Linked DNA regions of Bombyx mori: region 1 is linked to region 2. Evidence: chromatin contacts called from public Hi-C data. All regions are on one chromosome and are shown on one strand. Each heading gives the region's core, a stretch centred on a gene start, on an enhancer-like site or on the middle of the called end of the contact. The rest is flanking DNA. Distances are from core to core; before and after follow the strand shown. Region 1 holds the start of LOC101741306 (supporter of activation of yellow protein). Region 2 holds the start of LOC101739969 (upstream stimulatory factor 1).

Evidence for each region. Hi-C and Micro-C count contacts between places; a contact is called where the count stands out from the background.
Region 1: a Hi-C map of posterior silk gland shows a contact between it and region 2, with 1.7 times the contacts expected there. The contact joins the promoter of LOC101741306 here to the promoter of LOC101739969 in region 2. A contact is called at or near these places in 2 of 7 Hi-C or Micro-C datasets (middle silk gland and posterior silk gland).

Annotation. Positions count from the first base shown.
Region 1 is chr18:5,692,466-5,696,644 of ASM3026992v2, forward strand. It overlaps LOC101741306 (supporter of activation of yellow protein), which reads right to left and starts at 1,568. Exons shown (of 14, transcript XM_038017266.2): 1 at 1-1,568. The coding sequence starts at 1,059. It overlaps LOC134200553 (a long non-coding RNA gene), which reads left to right and starts at 1,643. Exons shown (of 2, transcript XR_009975521.1): 1 at 1,643-2,163; 2 at 2,402-2,577.
Region 2 is chr18:5,335,419-5,339,948 of ASM3026992v2, forward strand. LOC101739969 (upstream stimulatory factor 1) reads right to left here and starts at 2,935. Exons shown (of 7, transcript XM_004928149.5): 1 at 2,776-2,935; 2 at 2,552-2,595; 3 at 2,383-2,469; 4 at 1,289-1,366; 5 at 689-795; 6 at 106-290. The coding sequence starts at 2,831.

The DNA.
Region 1 (4,179 bases), core at 318-2,817, 360 kb after region 2:
AGGAGAACCTGCCGGAATTTCAATTTTGCTGATACTAATCTCATTTAAAACACTAACCTCAGGTCTCAGAACTTCATGAACAGACTGATTGGAATCTGAAGAACTAGTTACATCCTTGGGTACATTTTCACTTACACTTACAATAGTATTAATATTAACAGATTTCAAGTCCACACTGGAAGATACTGTGCAATCAGAACGCCGATCACAACGGGCTGGCCTCACAAGCCTTCGTCTCAAAGGTACCTTTGTTGTAGGCTCTGCAATCTTGTCCTCACTAACACTACAATCACTTGAAGTTGACTCAGCGGATTCTATTCTTATTCTGTTCTGAATCTCACTAGATGTGACACATTTAACTGTTCTATCTGTTTTTTCACTTTCACTAACAGTTTCAGAAACACTTTGCACATGAAATGCACTGCTGGAAGGAATATTTGACAATGTTTGTGAGCTTGAAGGCTCAAGTTCTACTTGTGACACTATACACTCTTTTTCAGTTGTTGTACACTCTTCTGTTGGTATGAGTAGCCTTTCTTGACACATATTTTCACTATTTACACTTGCAATATTTAATTCCGCACTAATTTGTTGTTCAGTAGCAGAGCTATTTACAACTGTATCGTCGGCATTGACGTCTAGCGCGGGCGAAACATCTGGAATTGGTGTTAAAGACTCAGTACTGTTTGTATTCAAAAGCTCTTGACTGAGTCCCGAATCATCCTCCGAAGCAATTTCATGAGCGACCAGAAGAGTATCGCTTGCGATAGGTATTCGCTTTGGTGCGCCTGGTCCATCCACGATTTCATCTATCATGTCAAGTATCGCTTCGGTACTTGTGTTGACGTCTTGCACCGACGGCGATGGTACGCTGTCACCGTCGAAATTATCCTCCGACATCGCGGGGGTTTGGCACGACGTCCTACTCTCTGTTCGATCTTGTTGGTAGATGCCAGTGGGTGCATCGAGGTCCTCGGCCTGGCCGACGTCCCTTTCCCGCGCCGATGCACGGCGGGAAGCGATTGTCGCGGGGCCCGCATCATCTTCCGAGCTCTCCATTATCTACTGTTATGCGACACTGTCATATCTGAAATATAAAACGCTCGCTTGATGATATTTACGTTACGAATTGGTAACCTGACGACGTGCGAGATTGACAAGCCACAGACACCATTCTAATTCACCATAACGCTATGAAAATTCGTTCACGGGGTCCACGGCGTTAATAATATACCTACACATGTACTTTAATTTCATATTCACGACGTTTCTGTCTCGTTAGACAACTCGAGACGTCTTGGAAATAATTCATTCGCATAAACCGGCAAACAAAAAGCTTGTATACGCCATTTTTAAAACCAAAGACATGGCAGGTCGAGATGTATGGGCCAATAAAAAATATCTATACAGACAATTCGGCCATTGTCGTGTTGGTAAACTGCAAGAAGCCCATAGCCATAGATCGTTCCACTTGAGCTTTTAACTTGTAAGAGAGAATAAAAGAATATTGAATATATATTTTGACCTAAGTTAGAGCGAGTAGGGTAATCACTTTGCAAACTTCAGTGTCCATAATTATTAACAGTGGCAATAATATAAAAATTTCTTGAAAGATCCTGACTTTTAGACGTAAAATGGGGCGATTAGGGACAACTTCCAACTTTATGACCAATTTTATGGTAGTTGTTGATGTATATAATGCTATATCAGGATTAAAATGATTGAGTCTTGGGGGCATCTTTGTTATCCTATTTAAAACTATGCAACTAGCATTCCAGTTTAAGCAAAAAAAGCAAAAATAGGTGTAATCCCTATTTACCCGGAAATTGCGGTTAATTGGGACGAAATGAGAAATTTGCTAGGGTTGGCACTACTTGGTTTTAATTTATTTATTTTATTTACTTATGATTAATTTATATTTACTTAGGAAATGATCCACGACAGATTTGTCCAGTAAGTTGTGAGACAATTAAAAAAAACATCTATTTCATCACTTAAAATTAGTTCAGCGCAATCGGACAACTCCGAATGAACATTGACGGAGACCACGCTACCGTGGACATTATTGTAGTCCCAAAGGATTCTGTATATGGGAGAGTAAGCACCTAAATTCGAACGAGTGAGCTTTCTTATAAACGGTTTATATTTCTTCGTTCTTGGTAAGTACTTAGGGGCTGATATTTTTATCTGGGTTAAGAGATTAGGTGTGTCGGTTATTCCATGGATTAATCAGATGAATACCCCCACTCTGAACAAATATTAAATATTTTATTATATATTACTTAGACATTTTTGTCCACCTCGAGATTTCATTGTTCTTGTTACATGTCTGTGCAAAATCGACTTACTTATATTAAATTGCTTAGCTATTTCAACTAAAGACTTATTCCCAATTTCATAGGCTTCTATTGCTGTTTTTAATATTAAGGGATCACATCTCTTATAAGGCTTTGCACTCTTTGATACGTAAACGCGAGGCATATCTAAAAATAGAAAACAATACGTAACTGATAATATAAATATTTACCAAACAATAAAATAACACATTGATAATTTTAAATAAAAGTTCTAGACAAAGACATCATGAATAAACCAGATTTTTACCAACAAATTTAAAAAATATTGTTATAACTACATAGACAACCCTACAAACCTGTACCTATTTATACTTAGGTCGTTTCCATTTCACGTATTCTCATCCCAATTGACTCCTTTTTCGTTGTTATTTGTACCTAAGACGTCCCTAATATCCCCCAAAACAACAGATTCTTACATGTATTTTTATTTTATCAAATACATTAAAACCAATAACAACTGAGACTTACCTTTAATATATATGATGGTTCAAACACTAAATAACGTTTATAAATTACAGTCGTCTTCTATTATTATCAAATAAATAAAAGAGAGCAAAGTTTCTAGCACTAAAATAATTACCACCACAGGAAGTTAATTTGAAACGCGATTTTTTATAAGTTAGCAGCTATTATCATGCATATTCAGAGTTGTTTTGTGAACTTTCAACATTCTACTATAAAACTACAAAAAATGGAAGATTTTGCAACGAATATAAAACTAATATTGAGCGTCGAAAGATTTTCCCGGTTTTTTCCCGATTCGCCTCTCAATCCCTAATCGCCCCATTTTACCGGTGCCTACCTGTGTAGGATAGAATGGAAAAAGCGTAGGCATCTCTTGGTAGTCTGTGGTGGTATCAGTAATTCAACGTGTGTAATCGAAAGACTACTGTAACAAATTTTGCAAAATTAGATTTGTATTTTCCAAGTTTCTCATAATTAAAGATATATTTAGTATTTGCTGTTTAATTTAATATAACAGTATTATTTTCAATTTCAAAATTAGTGTTTAAATTTTTGTACTTTACTTTCCTTTCAAACTACCTAATTACATGTCGTATTACCAACTTGAGATCCAACTCAAGATAGACTACTCCTTCTACTCTCTCCTTGTCTAGTCAGAGTAAAAACTTAAACAATTTAGTAACCACTTTGAGGTACACTTTCTTAAAAGAATAGCTGCGGTTAGTTTTGACGATCAGCTGCATGACTTAACAATCTATTTTTCTCGCGCTGCTCTCTCTTTGACGCCTATGTTAAAGCAAGTGCTTGGTAAGAATGGGCAGCGGCTCAGCTGTGCCTTGACATTACTGCAGCGTAGGAACGAAGGTGAGCGCTTACCGTCAGGTAGATCTATACTCATTTGCCTACAAAGGTACAAGGAGTAGGAAAAAATAATCTGTACCTGGTAAGATTTATAATCATCGAGTTCTCTGTAGATCACAACCTACCTTGAGATATGAGTTCTAAGGTATCAGTTTTTACAGTACAACGGCTACCTTGCCCTATAGATCGAAACACATTACTTCTTCATGGCAGAAATAGGCAGGGTGGTGTGTTACCTACGTTTGTGGAATCACCAGACTATCTACCTCCAGTAAATAAGCAAATTATAATTTTGCGGATTAGATTTTTATTACACGATGTTATTCCTGCACCGTGGAAGGTTAATAGTGAACATTCGATAAGTACGAATATCATTAGAAAACATGGTACTTGATAGCGGGATTTGAACACCGTTGCATCGCTAGGTTCGAATGTACCAGACCTCTTATCCTTTAGGCCACAACGACTTAAAATGGTTTGAAGGGTGCCATAATAA
Region 2 (4,530 bases), core at 1,685-4,184:
TCTCAACCACCAGTAATAACATAAATTTGGGATTTATGATTTTATGCCTCAACTGAAGCTGATTGTGAACGTGAAATTTCAGTACAGCCTGAATCCATGATTTACCTTTTTTGTTTTTCTGTGAGATCTGCAATGTGATCACAAGCCTTTGCCAATATACCACCCTTACTGGCAGAGTCTGGCATTCCCGAGTTGGGCACCATTGCTGCTAACTTCGTGATCCAACTGTTGATTTTGTCTCGACGACGTCTCTCAACCTCATTGTGTGTAGCTCTCCGTTTATCGTCACGCTAAATTTAAAATATATGCATCCATATATCAAAACATACTTTTACAAACTCCATTTTAATAATTAGTGGTAATATAGCACTTCACAAGGGTAAATATGAAGAAATTAATAGTAATTAAAAGTAATTTTACCACAAAAAAAAGTATACAATTAATCGAAGTTAATCGAATCGAATACAAGTTTAGAATCGCTCATAATTAAAGATGTACAAACTAAAATTTCAGTTTAATATTTTTGAATATTGTATTATTACATAATTCAATTCTTTTGTTTATTTGTACATATTGTACATGTACATTACATTAATTTAATACTATTACAATCTATCTTTATTAATTCCTTTTTGATTAACAGTTAGTGTAAAATTTAAATTCAAATATGTTGTAAGAATGATGTTACCTTTTTAGTACTAACAGCTTTGGCTTGCAGTGGATCCCTGCGGATTGGCTTTTTTGCAGCAGCAGATGGTCCAAAGACATCAACTGGATTACTTATCACATAGTATTCTGCATCAGGAAAATCTATTAAATGTAGATACGTAGTAACATAAAGCATTTGCAGCAGTTTTTTTATGCAGAAAAAGAAATAATTTTATAAATTCTTTAGATATTTTAACATTTAAATTATCAATCACAAATGGGTTTAAGAGTTCAAAATCAAATGGCACAAAAACATGTAAGGCTGGTGGGAGTAACCTTACGAATTTGTCTATGGGTCTTATACAATTAATTCAAATCAATATAAAATTATTACAATATTTTTTTATATGAATAAAAAGGTGTTACTTTTACATATTATCTATTTAATTACATGCAATTCAGTGACTGGGATCACTAAGCAACATTCTATGTCACTGTAATAAAGTACCTTGCAAGCATTGTACCCTACTGAAAGTCGTGAAATGCTGTTTAAGTTTTAATTAAACTCACTTAGTGCAATAGTACATTTCAAATAAAAACAAGTTTTGTGTAATCTTTTACTTTATAAATAAATTCTTACTGTGAGGAGGAGACGGTGAGGCATTTGCAACATTTTCTTCACCCGTCATTGTTATTAATTTATATGTTACTGTACCAGCTGAAACAAAGACAAGGTAACATTTTATAAGAATTCATAGTTCAGTAGGACTATTAGTGGACCATATTTTTTATTTTGTGTAAGTCATATGTGGAACAAAATTTCTGAGACAGGTTCAAGGTAACGTTAAGAAGGTAAGGTTATGAATGTTCTCATTGATTAAGTATTAGTTACAAATATGGTGAGAGATGCAATGCTAGGGGCACAGCCACTGCTTACTGCTAATGACTCTCCTCAAACTTAATTTGAAGAAAGACGTGTCTCTAAAAAGATCTCAATAAACTAAGTGGAGGGGACTTCATTCCAAAGGCAAATGGTGTGTGGTAAAAATATAGTATGAATGAACTCTGCTACAGTGCTAGGCAATAAGAACAGTAAAAATTAGGGAAAAAGAGGCGAAGGGATAATCTTGAACAATTCCTCTAAGCACTCTCTCTCCTTGGAACATACAATCCAAAACACAGAAATAAAAGAAGTCCCTCTTTATCTCCATCTATAATATCACAAGTTCTCATAACTAGCTATGGTTGAGTTCTTAAGCTTTAGACGGCAACTTCACTGTACCTCTGACATTTCTGATGTATGTGATGCATTGAACAAAATATTAATAGTGTTCATTTATAATGAAGTAAATTAACCTTTAATGAATATAAAAATAAATACAAGGATTTAAGTGATTTCAAATTGAATTCATCCCATCAAGCATTCTTTACTCAAGACCTAAACATAAGCACAGAGAATTTACTTCATAAAATCAAATTTAGTTCAAATTATGTTTCAATAAAATCCAATAAATATCTTGATATTGCTTTAAAGATCAAATAAAGTTTACAGATAATAAAACTATTTATTCTTGACATTATACAATTTATCAATAATAGCACACACTACAAGCCTTTCCTAATATCCACATTATACTCAGTCAATGTTTGTGTCTTGCAATGGAATCAAAATTAAGATGATTCTTCATTAATTACACAGATCATTCAGTCAATAACATTGAACAGTGTACTCACATATGTCTTTGAAATGATAAGCAGTGGTATTTTCGTTTGTATCCAAAAACGATTGAGGTACTAACTGTGGTCTCGGCGCTGTACTACCTAGAATTAATTCATAATTAAATTTCACATAATTGAATAGAGTTAATTGGCTCAGACAATTAGGGTTACGTTTACAACTCACCGAAAGCTCCTTCTTCACCAATACCGAGATATTCACTGTCCGCACTGTAAATAAATACGAAATTGGGAATCAAAACATTACATATAGGTACAGAATGAGTGGCTACTGATGTTTGAAGTACGTACGTTTTCGTCTGCCAAGTTACAAAATATATTGACCTTCGGTGCATTACAAGTGACAATTATATAACAAAAGGTTTTCCGGGATATTTAAAAACAAATTACCTGTTATCGAGCGAATTCTCATGTATGTCATCAACGTCAATTTTAATTTTGGCCATTGTGCGTAATTATTTTTGAATTTCCACGATTTGATCACGGGAACAAAATAGACGGGTCATGTGATTCAACCAATAGACAAAGTAAACATTTTTTGTATTGCCATGAAGTTTCTTGATCGATTTAATTCAGTTGTCTGTGGTTTAAACTTCAAAGTTTTTATTTTATCTAGGCAAGCGATTTTTGTTCGATATCTGTTTCCCAGGGGTCAGTGGGCCCTAAAATCCTTGGGCCAGCGGTCTGTTCACAACACCATGCAGATCGTAGAATCTCACATACCCCGCGCGCCCCTTTTGCGCGTGGACCTCGTAGGAGGTTCGGCCCTCTACCCAAAAAAAAAAAGGGGTCAACATTTAAGTAAAAAGTGATGTTCCAGGGCAACCAGGCTTAAAAAATGACTTCTATTAATTAACAAAAGTTGTTATTTGAAAATTTCAAGAAACGTTATAGGTACCTTGTGTTACGTACATGGGGATAGAAATAGCAAGTACCATCTTGCATAGTTGAAAAAGTATCCTCTGTAAGTATGTTTTGTAAGTTATTGTTCGAAGACTTACTGAAATAGCGCTAGTGTAGGAAGTAAAAATGGTATGAATATAGATAGCAGTTTTAAGCAGACTGTTGGATTGCATAGAAGGTTATGTTTCGATTTACACTGTGAGCACAGTTCAGTGCTCTTTCTGGGAAAAATTCGTTCCGATAAAGATTCACAGTATACAATCACATTATCCTGGGAAAATATATGACGTCATAAATCGTCGCCATTTTTCTACTGTGAACACTGGTGCTTTCGAAGTAAGGTGCTCTGTGCTTTGATCACGTGATTACTTTTACGGTGCATAACCTCATTTTAATAATTCGGTTATTAAGTAATTATTCCTTAAATAGCTTAGAAGCAATATTTATTTTAATAAAATATTTTATTATATACTAAATTGACTTCACACCTTACAGTGCTTGCAGTGCAAATCCGAATATGCTTAGCCGAAGTGTCTTAGTACCTATAGGACGTTGTTTTTAAAATCGTTCCACTTGTTACTATTGCGCCACCTTATTTGGCCCCTTTCCAGCGGACAATTTATAATATACTGAGATGGTACTCCTAGGTCTACCCTCCATTATTAGTTATGTGTACCAACTAATTCAGTATCTTGAAAGTACCAACAGTTAATTATTGAAGTGAAACTTCTTTAGAATCGTTGTGATTTCAAAATCGATGAAACGAAAAAATAAGTCAATAGACGCAAACACATAAATGTATAGGATTTAGCCGGCGAGAGAATGAGATAGAACACAATAGACATTCTTAGTGTAGTGTTTTTTAATACAGCGCCATCTATGAGATTTTTTAATACGAACGTGTATATGAAACCTTTGTAGTGAAGTTTTAATTTAGGATTATACGTGAAGTTAAAATATCAATTCACAGAGGGCGCTACCTCATACTATAAAAGATGACTTACAATTATTTACTAACTAGCGACCCGCCTTCGCTTCGCTTCGGAAACATTAGACTTTATTATTGATAGCGGAGTCCCGCGATGTTACCCGCGGTTATTGTCGTATCGCGGGTGAAGCCGCGGGGCGAAGCTAATCTAAAAAAAGTAGCCCAAGTTACTCCTTATATCATTAGCTACGTATCAGTGAAAGTCCCGTCAAAATTGGTCCAGCCGTTCCAGAGATTAGCCGGAACAAACAGAC